Regions from separate parts of the Cricetulus griseus genome. Here region 2 is linked to region 1. The links are chromatin contacts, called in public Hi-C maps. All regions are on one chromosome and are shown on one strand. Each heading gives the region's core, a stretch centred on a gene start, on an enhancer-like site or on the middle of the called end of the contact. The rest is flanking DNA. Distances are from core to core; before and after follow the strand shown.

Region 1 (5,992 bases), core at 2,359-4,858:
TGATTAAAAAAATAAATAAAAATAAAGAGCCAGGCACTGGTGGTTCATGCTTTTATTCCCAGCACTCCCAGAGGCAGAGGCAGGCAAATTTTTGTGAGTTTGAGTCCAGCCTGGTCAACAGAATGAGTTCCAGGACAGGCTTCAAAGCTACAGAGAAACCCTGCCTCAAACAAACAAACAAACAAAAAGAATGTTGGTATGGGGAAATGGTAGAAGAAGATGATGATGATTATGAAGAAGAAGAGGAAGAGGAGGAGGAGGAGAAGGAGGAGGAGGAAGAGGAGGAAGAGGAGGAGGAGGAGGAGGAGGAGGAGGAGGAAGAAGAAGAAGAAGAAGAAGAAGAAGAAGAAGAAGAAGAAGAAGAAGAGATAGAAAGATGGAAGCAACCTGGGCCATGCCTGAGCTCCCAGACTTTAGGGAGACTGAATTTAAAGACTGGACCCAAGCAGGAAAGTGAGATACTCAGGACCAAGGAGCAGCAGTCTGCTTTAGGAGGCTGGCTCCCAGGAAGAGGTGACAGACATCACAGAAAGCTGTGTACTTACACAAAAATTAATACTCAAAGGGTGAGGGGACTCTGTTTGAGGTCAGGCAGCCCCTGAGACTCTTCTTGAACTGATTATATGGTGATGAGACCTCAAGTCCGTTGCTCCTTCTCCTTCAGCTCCCGAGGCTAGGACAAGGACCTGGTAAGCTGTCCTAGTCTTACCATCTTTTGTCCATCTGTCTGCTAACCAGCTTGTCAGTGGTCTCTCTTGGGAAGAGAGCTGACTTTGTTTGTTTGTTTGTTTGTTTGTTTTGGTTTTGGTCCTGGGAATTAAACCCAGGACTTCATACATGCTAGACAAGTACTCTACCATAAAACTATATCTAGTACTCCCCCACCCCCTGAGTTTGCCCTTTTGAGACAGGGATCTTACTAGGTAGCCCAAGCTAGCCTAGCACTCACTCTAGCTCAGGCTGACTTCAGACACAGTATTCTCAGTGCTGGATTACAGATGTGAACCACCACATACGGCTTGATATGGTTCGTTGTATTCTCTTCTACTTGGGAGGCACCAAGAGTTTACCAACTGCTTATTAACTCATTCCTGAACTGTTCCTCACTTACAGAGAGGGTTATTGCCTTGTGAAGTAGCAGGGTAAGATTTTTTAGCTTCTTTTTACTGGTGGAAAAACCGAGGCCTAGAGAAAAGGCAATCAAGGAAGTGTCCAGCCCAGGGTCAGACCTTCCTGTCCCAACTGGATTCCTTGATGTCTGTCTTAGTCCAGGGCTCCAGGCAATGCTAGAACAAACACAAACCACCCTGAGCACAAAGGTCAGGCCAGTCCCTGGCCAGAAGAATCTCTTCTTTTTTCTTTCCACCTGTCCCAGAAGGCCCTGGGATCTAAGAGTAGACCTTTATTCATCTGCCAAACACTTCCTGTTACCCACTCTTTGCTCATGTTGCTGGCTTCAGAGCTGGTGCCCACACAGAATACCCTGAGATAACTCACAGCTGCTGAAGTCACGTGCACAAGCACTTGGCACTAGATTAAAGGCCAACCACTTGGAGGCAGAAGGGCTCAGTAGCTGCTGTCTTTACTGTCTCCTAGAGGATGCCCTAACTGTCTGGCCCAAGCACTATGGGCTGCATGCCTGACCAGGCCTCTTCCTCCTGGCCTTCAGCCTCATTCTCCTCCTTTACAGAGTCAACAGCAGAGGGTGCACTGGAGATCTGGATGGGAAGGCCAAATCTTGCCAGGCTTGGGCTGGCACCACACCCCTCCCCTGTGGAATGAGGCGTGAGCTGGTCACATAAAGTTGTCAGGAAATCATTAGCTCTTCCCTGTCTGTTCTAGATGCTCCTTGCTTTTCCCATAGATTCCACGAATGAGTATGTGGCCCTCCCTTTAATCAAGGTCTTGTCCTGTTCCTTAAACCATTTGTCATTCCACAGTGTTCATCACATCAAATGCCACAGCCTCCCGGAAACTGAAACAACCTCCACCCCAACCAGCTGAACCTCTTCCATCTGTTTTCGGGACAGCTCTCTTCCATGTCCCAAGAATGATCTGTTTTCAGGTCTGCCCCCCACCTTGTGTGCCGATTTTCAGAAAAACCATCTCTACGGTTACTGAGCTGACTAATAGTGTGACTGCTATACTTGTCACGTGGAAGAAGTATGTGTGAGTCTCTGGTTCAATCCCTGTCGCCCCCCTCCCGCCCACCATGGTATCACAACCAAGAAAAACAAGACAACCCAACCCCTCTAAGGAAACTGGAAGGGACAGTGTTGTGGACAAGTGAGAGGGTCTCTGTCCAGAGCTAGGGCTGTCTGGATCTTCAGGTGCCCTCCCCTCCAGTTCCTGGAGGAGTAGCTGCAGAGAAGTCCAATGGGTTAAGCTGTCAACTGGCCTGGCAGCAGCCTGGGCCTCTCAGGTTATGATATGACAATCTCACAACTCTAGAGACATTTTCTAAAGAAACTATCAGCTTTCCTGTCCTTTGGGCTGCTGGGGTTCATGGCCTCCATCCCATTTTGGGCCTCTAACAGCCTTGGACTTTTTTGCAAGTTACGCTTACTTGAGAGTAGGGATGAAAAGGAAATGGAAACTCAAAACTGTAAAGCAACCCAGTTTTATTTTGGTTTTGGAGACTACTGGTCCACTGTGCAGGGGGTCAGGTATAAAAAACCTTCTCTCCCCGAGGCCAAAGGCCCAGGGAAGGTGGGGGTTCAGGGAGATAGCTCCGGAGATCCAATCCGGTTAGTGGGCAGCATGAGAAGGTCAGGCAGAGGCCTGCAATGGCTCAGATTGGGGGTGAAGGGCAGGGAAAGAGGGCACGGCCTTCAAGAACGTGGAATCAAAAGGCTGGTTCAGTCCCCCTCCTTTTGACTTCTGAGACTTGGGTGAGAGAGAAGCAAGACCCAACTGTCATCTGGCAGGACGTAGGGCCTGGAGGCAAGGCGGGCGCCCTCGGTCGGAGCCGTCTGGGCGAGTAAACACGGCGCCTCCACCCTCACGGAGGGTGCGTGTGGGCCGGGCCACAGCTCGCAGAGTCAGTCCCACGTCTCTCGGCGGTCGTGATCAGCAGCTCACTGAGCCGGCGGGTGGCGCCGACCCCAGGTCCGAGAAGCAGTCAAACTCGCTCTGGCCCAGGAAGAGCTCGGGCAGCTCGCGCACGCGGTGCAGCCCGAGTTCGAGCTCCAGCGACTTCAGCGCCTCCTCGTCTATGAGCTCTGCGTCCATGCAGCCCAGGGAGGGCGGCGGCGGCAGCGGGGACGCGGCTCCGGGCGCGGCCTGCAGAGGTGAGGGGCCTCCGGCGGTTCCCGGGGGCGCGGGAATGCGGCCCGGGGATGGCGTGGAGGCGGGCTGCAGGTGCGCGCTACCGGCACCCGGTGGCTGCGCGACGGGGAAGGGCTGGAATGAGGCCGACGATCCGAAGGAGCCGTATGCCAGGGTCCCGGGTGGCGGCGGTGGTCCCAGCGGAGCCCCCCGCGATCGCAGACCGCTGTCCAGGCCGGGGCTTGCGTATGGCTGGAGAGTCCGAGGCGCGTGCGGGCCGTGGGCGTGCGGCGGCACCTGCAGCAGGCAGTAGCCCTCGGCGAGCATCAGGTGGTCGGCCATGGCAGCCCGCGGACGGTCAGCGCACGCCCTGGGTCCCGACCAGCGGCTCCTCTTGGGCAGGAGACCGGGACACCGTGTCGTCCCAGCAACTCAGCCAGGCGAAGGAAGACCGAATCGGATTCGTCCACTGTCTCACCTGGGTCTTCCGGATCTCCTCTCCCCTCCACTGTCCCACGGCCGCGGCTGCAGGCCGCAAGAGAACCAGACACCCTAGAGTCGAGCTCAGCAGAGGTGCGCTCGGTGCCACCGAACCCGGAGACTTCTTATACCTAGAGGTGGGATAACCACGCCCCCTGTATGTCATTGGCTGAATTAATCCCTTCTGGGCGGGGCACGCGTCCCTCCAACAAGGCCTCGGCCCCGCCCCTACCAGAGCCCCTCCCTTTGGGCTCCCAGCGGCGTCCCAGGTTGCCCGTGTTTTGATGGGAGGGACAGAGTGGTTAACTTTTCTCTGGTGCTGGTCAGGCCTTCCAAGTTCTGGCTAGTGGGGGTTGTGGAGGATAGCTTGAATTTGCCAGAAGATGAAGTAGGAAGACCAGTTCCAAGAGCTGCAGGATCTGGGGGCCATTCAAGTTAATTTTCCAGACCAAGGCTCAGACACTGAAGATTTCCTGGAAACACACAGGGTTCAAACCCAGGCCTTTGTATTGCACTTCAGCAAAGCAGGGTCGTTTGGAGAGGTCAGCTCTCTGTCCCCACAATCCCCAGGGAGCCAGCTGCTCCTTCCCTGGCTCTCATTGTGCACTGTCTGTTGAAGCATGTCCTGAGTTGTTATTAAAGTAATTTATGGGCACGTCTCCTGAAGGACTTGTTCATCTTCTTACTCTCAGCACTTGGCCCACAGCCTGGTCCAGGCTGGCTTTCTGTAAAAGTGGAATGAATGAGCGAATGATGGCGTGAATTGCAGCCCATTCACCACTCTGCGGCTTCTTCCTCTCTAGGATGCTGGCAAGAGCAGCAGAGACCACACGCGCTTACGGTGAGGGTTAGCCGAGGATGTGTGTGTATGCGCGTACGAGTGGTACAGAACCTTCCATAAGTGCCTGCAACATACATATGCAAATATTCCTCAACTGAGTGAAAGGCTTGATATGGGGTTGGTTCTAATGATCTTTTTTTTTTTTCTTCCGGTTTTTCGAGACAGGGTTTCTCTGTGGCTTTGGAGGCTGTTTTGGAACTAGCTCTTGCAGACCAGGCTAGTCTCGAACTCACAGAGATTCTCTTGCCTCTGCCTCCAAGTGCTGGGATTAAAGGCCTGCGCCACCACTGTCCCAGCTCTAATGATCTTCCAGTGGGAGATTTTCACACCTTCTTTGGATAACAGTAATCCTAACTTGGACTTTTAGAGGGCTTTACATTCTACAAGCTTCTTCCTGGAAGTAGGGTATGAATTTTTAGCCCTATTTTGCAGATAAGGAGACTAAGGCAACCAAAGCCAAAGTGGCTGTGCAGGGGTCCTATGCCAAAAAAAAAAAAAAAAGAGTGTATATACACTTCAAACTCCACAGGCAGGCCAGGAGACCGGTTCCTTGAACCTTGAATTCCACATGCTGGTTTTCCCTCTCCTGGCTCCCCTCCCCCTGCAGCAGCCTCTGGACTTCCTGGAACTTTGGCTTATCTAGCTGGTTAGATAGTGTAGAGGGGAGAAGCTTAGCTAGGGAGTTCAGAGGGGCCCAAGTTCTAATCATAGCTCTGCCACCTTCAGGCGTGTGACCCTTGGCTGATGGGTGGGGGTGGGGGATGACACTGGATTTCATAGGGCCTCAGCTTTCTGCTGTGAAAGAAAGTTGGTGGTTCCTGCTTGGGTGCCCAAGAGCATGTGGGAGGGTCACAAATCTTCTCCCTCCCCCAGCCTGGTGTAGTGAAAGCCCTGGGCTATCTTTTCCCTCTGAATAAAGCTCCACAGAGATTCCTAATGTTGGCTGGATCTCTGGCTCATCTGGAGGTGTGCATGGTTAGAGTGGGCCCTAGCCTTATGACTCAGACACTGAGCATTTATTTGTTTGTTATTTATGTATTTTAGACAGGACCTTGCTATGGAACCCAGGGCAGCATATTTGCCAGCAGCAAGCAGGATTGTTAGGACCCAACAACAGCCCAGGGCCTTGACGCTGCTCTTGTGCTTCTGTCTGCCTCGTGCTTGGACTGTGGGTGTTTTTGAATCATGAGACGATGTTTTAAAAAAAATCATCCTGACATAGTTGGTCTAAGGAGACTAGTGTTTGCATCACAAGACAGATTCCCCTCTTAAAAAAAAAAATAAGTGTGTGTGAATAGTGCTTTAAAGAGTTCTTTAATCTGGGGCTCCAGAAATGGCTCAGCACTTAGGAGAGCTTGCAGTTCTTCCAAACAACCTGAGTTCGAGTCCCACTGTCCACATTGG
Region 2 (5,858 bases), core at 2,918-5,417, 49 kb after region 1:
AGCTTCTTTGTTTACTGTACTCATTTTTATAACACATATTTCTTCAGAATTTAGCGGGAAATGATAAAACTTCAGCATGGCTGGTAAAAGTGGAGGGTTTTCTAAAAAAAATGTAACAGTCTCATTCCCAACTGAACTGTCAAAAAGAGGAGGCTACCACCCATAAGTAATTCCTGGTAGAATTCCCCATAATTATGAAACCTGGAGAAATGCATATAACAAACCGTAAGGGAATGGTTATATAAATTATGGTTGATTTCTTTCCTGGAAAATTACACACCCACTTAGAACAATGATAATATGACTTAACACGGAAAGTGTTTATTATATAATTACTGTTATAGAAAAGATGCTGGATATAAAAATTCTATTTTTGTTCTAATTAGGCCTCTATTAAAAGCATCATCTGCATGTCAAGGATAGCAGAAAGGGAATATGTAGACAGTTGATGTGTTAAATGCTGGATTGAGGGTTTCTCTTTTTGTAATTAATTCAATAATTCAACCATAACTTATTGAGAACTTACCAAGTGTCAGTCATTAAGTTAGGAATAATTATTAGTGTGGGTTATATTAGGCTGCAAGAGACAAGGTGGCTTTATTGCCTCCAGAAAGCAGCTCAAAATTGATATGGCATCCTTAATGTACCAAGCTCCTCAGCTCTCTACCAGGTGATGCTGGAGGGCCACGCCCACATTCCTGATGGGCAGGCCATGCCCTTTCCCCAGGGAAGGTCTGACCGAAGGTTGCATGTACCTCAACCACCTGTAGGCCAATACACCAGTCCGTTCTTAGTTATGTAGTCACCCCAGTTGCAAGTTAGAGAAGGACATTTCATTTCTTCAGCCAGGTTAAAGAGCAGGGCTTTGTTGATGTGGGTGAGAGGGGTGGACAGCAATGCGGTAGATCTCTGACTTTACCTGGGAGAGACATGAACAAAGGCCTCTTCACCCCAGAAGGGACACTATAACAAAGAAGCATTTCTACTCATCTTCAGATTGGTGATCCAATGAGTTCACTGGTGTTTCTTTGCTGGAGTAGGAGTGAGTAGCATGGCCAACTGAAACCTACCCCAGCACGGTGACAGCTCACCAATACTGATGTTTCTCTAAAGTGTATACAACTCCACCAAAGACAGTCTCCTCCTGACACTCAGCAGCTGTCTAATGCTTTTATAGCCATGTGCACCTGGTGGTGTATTGAGTTTCTAGACCTGTTAAGCTTCATGAGTTTTTTTTTAAATCATCATAAGGTGTGTGTGTGTGTGTGTGTGTGTGTGTGTGTGTCTGTGTGTGTGTTCGTGTGTGCATGTGTGCATGTGCTTGCATGATACAGGCAGGTGAGTAGCACAGCATATGTATGGAAGTCAGAGGATAATTTGGGGGAGTTGGTTTGGGGAGTCAGTTCTCTCTTTTTACTAAGCCATCTCTCTGGCCTGAGTGTCCTCAGTTATGATGCTCCCTATCCCTCCAAGGGAGAGTGTATCCGTTTGGAGGAAATAGATATACAACACAACACTCTGGGGACCAAATGTAAATTGAGGTCATGTCTTTGAAGAGAAACTGTGTGTCAAGGAGTAACTGTGGACCACCTTTGGAGTGCTATGCTGGGGTTGTGGGACTCCAGGGTGTGGGGTGGGGAACTCTACCTGGTTCCCATGATTGAGCCCCTTCTTCCCTACTCATACCCAGTGGCACCATGCTCTTTAGGACCTGACTGAGTTCATGTGGGCAGGGGTGAGAGGTCCTCTTGGCCCAGCCTGGGACTGGCCAGTGTTTCTGGTAGCTGAGGGGAGAAGCAGCATCTAGAGCCATGTTCTGACTGGCCTGTCATACTAACAGTTCATCCAACTCCCCCACCTTCTATCTACCTGTTGTATCCCAAGAAATCCGTAGCTAGCACTCCACTCCCCACCATCTATTTTTGGCTTAAGGTAGCTAGTGAGACCAAAATAAACTGAGCTAATTCAAGGGCTGAGGTAAGTTAACAAGGCTTCGATTTTCCCAGTGTGATGAGAAGCCAGGAAGGTTTGAAGGAGGGCAGGACAGGACAGGGTTTCCAGGCAGGGAGTCAGCAGTGTATAAATCTGGAAATCTTTTATTCCTGTGAGTGGTTTATTGATTGTACAGCAAAATGACCACCAAGAGGAGAAAATACTTAACAAGGCATTAGAGGGCAGGGAGCAGGAGGCTGATGATGGCTCCTGGGGAAAGGGCCTGGAGGCCTGCCATCCAAGAAGTTTGGCTGTGTGATCCTGGGCATGCCAGCAACCTCTCTGGAACTGTGGCTTCAATTCAATGAGGAAATCGAGAGTATTTAAGTGAATTAAAAACCACAGCTGAATGTGGTGGTGCACATCTGTGATCTCAGCACTCTAAAGGTAGAGGCTGAAGGATCAGGTACTGAAAGTTAACTATGGCTTTTGAGTTCCAAAGATAGCTTGGGTTATATGAGATCCTGTCTCACACAAACAAGAAAACACAACACACACACATACATGTGCACACACATGACACCACCACTACAACTGAGCTGGACATGATGCATACCTTTAGTTCCAGCACTTGGGAGGCAAAAACAGGTAGATCTCTATGAGTTCAAAGCTAACCTGATCTACATAGTGAATTCCAGGCCAGCCAGGGCTACACAGTGATTCTCTGTTTCAAAATAAACAAACACAAACCAAAAACAAAGTAAACCTTGCAGAAATATCTAGGACGACTTTAATATGCTATTCTATCCAGGCCTGGCTTAACCCCATGTCACACTGACCCCTACTCTATCATGATCTCTCTGCAATCTGTCTGCCAGCAGCTCCCAGAAGCTCAGCCTGTGTTCCCAATTTCTCCCACTAGACTGGCCAAGCGCATTGAGCCCCTGGAGGCTGCGCCACTCCTCACCAGCCCTGCCGTTATCTCTGCCTCCTTCTCTTGCTATCCCCAGAACAGATACTATAACCTTAAAAACAAATTCAGAACAGGGGACAGGAGAAAATCTGAAAAGATGACCTGTATCTGTCACTTTCTGTTGCTGGGATCAAACACCATGACCAGAGAAACTGAAGAAAGAGAGCATTTATATTGCCTTATGGTCCCAGATGGGTAAGAATCCACCATGGTAGGGAAGCATGGTAACAAAGGAACAAAGGACTGGCATGGTGGCAGGAGGAGCTAGCAGGTCACATTTTTCACTTCATATATATATATATATATATATATATATATATATATATATATATGAGAGAGAGAGAGAGAGAGAGAGAGAGAGAGAGAGAGAGAGAGGGAGAGAGCCAACACAAACCAGAAGAGCAAGGCATCAGCTCTAAACTCTCGGTGCTGTGCTTCCTCCAGCCAGGCTGCACCTCCAACCACGGACCAAGTGTTCAAATGCCTGACTCTGTGTGGGATGTTTTTCACTCAAACCACCATAATGCCTCTGTGATTCCATTCATTGGTTGTTCTGGAAAAAGCAAAAAAATGATGAAGCCAGCTGAAGAGTCAGCAGTTGCCAGGATCTAAAGGGGAAGTTATAGAGAGAGAGCAGAGGAGGGGTGGAGGGCAGTGAAACTTCTTGTCTTACACTGTGGCTGGGAACCTATGTCCTACACCATTAGAACCCATGTACAGCATAAAGAGTAGACCAAGGTGCAAACTGTGGAGTTCAGTCAATAATGGTATGTTAGATCATGTTGGGAGTGATGGGGAATGTCAATGCGAGATATTGAAATGTGTGTGTGTGTGTGTGTGTGTGTGTGTGTGTGTGTGTGTGTGTAAGAGACAGAAATAGTGAGAGACAGACAGCTAGATAGTGAACAAATGTGAGTATGTGTGGGAGTGGGTGATTAGGTCTGAGCAAGAACTCTGTACTTCACATTAAATTTTTCTACAAATATAAAACTACCCTGGAAATTGAGTCCTAATGAATGCCAGATCACATTGTTTCTCTGGAAACCCTCCCAGTTGCACCCATTGCTCAGGAAGTCTCTGTGACGTGGCCCCTGCCTGCTGTCTTCACACAGGGATTCCTTCTATTCCTACTTTGCTGTCATCTCCAGACCTTTGAATAACCGTTGCTTCTGCCAGGACATTTCCTTTAAGTAGCTGGCAGAGATGTCCCTGACTGTTGACCAAGAGCTGCCCACTGACCATGAGTCATTCCTTGACATACAATCCTGTTTGAACTATATGCATGAGTCACTGCTGCTACTTTTCTTGTTTGAAGAATACCTAGATACTGTGATGTTGTCATGGAAACAGGGGGGGTCTTCACTACCATCTTCATTGCTTGTTGCCAGAACCAGCTCCTAGAACAATGCCTGATAATTTTGAGTTACTTAAATAGACACTGTGTGTGTTCATATGTATGCAGGTGCATGCATGTGTGAGTCAGTATAGAGGCCCGAGGTTGACCTTTGATCTTTGGTGTCAAACTCCCCCACTCCCCTGCTCCATATTATTTATTTATTTTTCTTCTTCTTCTTCTTCTTCTTCTTCTTCTTCTTCTTCTTCTTCTTCTTCTTCTTCTTCTTCTTCTTCTTCTTCTTCTTCTTCTTCTTTTTTTAAAGCAGGGTCTCTCACTGGCCTGGAGCTTGCCATGCATGCTAGGCTGGCCAGCCTGCAAGCCCCAGGGATCTGTCTGTCTCTATCTCTCTAGTGCTGGGATTATAAGGGGGAGCACTGGCTGGACAGTCGTACTCACATCCCCAGTCATTCCCGAACCATGAGCATCCTGCTTCCCCAATCCCTCTTCTCACCCACTTCAGCTCCTTCTGTTCCTGGTCTACATCAAAGAGCACTTTCCCTAAGGATCTTTTCTTTACCCTTGGGTGGAAAATATAGTTTTTTTTTCCTCAAGTCTTTTGAGAGAAATTTTGGTAATGGAGGGTGGGACCCAAGTGTTTTCCCACTCTACAGAATCAGGTTCTTTTATTTTTGTGGACATTGATGTTCTTGCCATGGTGTCAGGTCCCCTGAAACTGGAGATACAGACAGATGTGAGCTGCCATGTGGGTTCTGGAAAATGAACCCAGGTCCTCTGGAAGAGCAGTCAGTGCTCCTAACCTCTGAGCTGTGTCTTCAGTCAGCATCAGGTTCTTAGAATGCACTGACTACAAAACACAAGGAGAGAGCCCATCCTGAGCCCCTGTTATGGTCCAGTGCTGAGAGACAAGGACATTAACAGGAAGCAGAGAACAAGAGGAAAGCAGCAAGGGCAGTGAGAAAAAGCAAGGACCAGATAGAGGACTCTGTCACTTAGTACATCCCTTGGCAGGCTACTCTCCCTGTCTCCTTGTCCATACAGCAGTGAACGGTGAAGTATGTCTGAGGAGCAGCACCTCACCGGTACTAAGTTAGATGCTATGGCTGTAGTAGACGGCTTTGCCTGACAATGGGGAAGATGGCCATAGAGTTGACAAGTTTAAAAATAATTAGTTCACTGTGTTTCCGACAAGTGTCAAAGGGAGAAAGCCAGGGTTGGATGTGGTGACACAAGCCTGTCTGAGCCCTCCAAAAGTCAAGGCAGGAGGAGTGGGAACTCAAGGCTAGCCTGGGGTACATTGGGAGACCTTGTCTCAGTGCATTGTACCATGGGAGCATAAAGCAGTGAGCTAGGTTTGGCCAGGGGTTCAAAGAATGGTTCTCAGAGGATACAGTGGTCAAGATGGGAATGAGTGACTGTGGCCTGGTCAAGGGGTATACAAAGGCATTCCCTACAGCAGGAACAGCACCAGCAGAGATTGTGGGCTCCATGATGAGAATGTGGAGAAGTGGGGAGAGAGAGCAGGACAGGAGGTGATTTTGCAGGAAGGCAGACGGGGAGGGGCATGGTGAGGACTGGGGTCTGTACTCCACTATGGGA

The links. A called contact is a pair of places that touch in the nucleus more often than the background predicts.
Region 2: a Hi-C map of liver shows a contact between it and region 1, with 2.3 times the contacts expected there. The contact joins the enhancer-like site here to the promoter of LOC113833819 in region 1. A contact is called at or near these places in 2 of 8 Hi-C or Micro-C datasets (fibroblasts and liver).

Annotation. Positions count from the first base shown.
Region 1 is chr2:31,483,177-31,489,168 of CriGri-PICRH-1.0, forward strand. It overlaps LOC113833819 (cbp/p300-interacting transactivator 4), which reads right to left and starts at 3,609. Exons shown (of 1, transcript XM_035439232.1): 1 at 3,070-3,609. The coding sequence starts at 3,609. The coding sequence ends at 3,070.
Region 2 is chr2:31,531,919-31,537,776 of CriGri-PICRH-1.0, forward strand. No RefSeq gene overlaps it. Among named protein-coding and RNA genes, the nearest start is that of Ctps1, 43 kb to the right of the region's middle. Within about 2 kb of position 4,168, at least 3 of the 6 cell types and tissues checked have open chromatin away from gene starts, as enhancers often do. A contact at or near this core is called in fibroblasts, where this site is marked.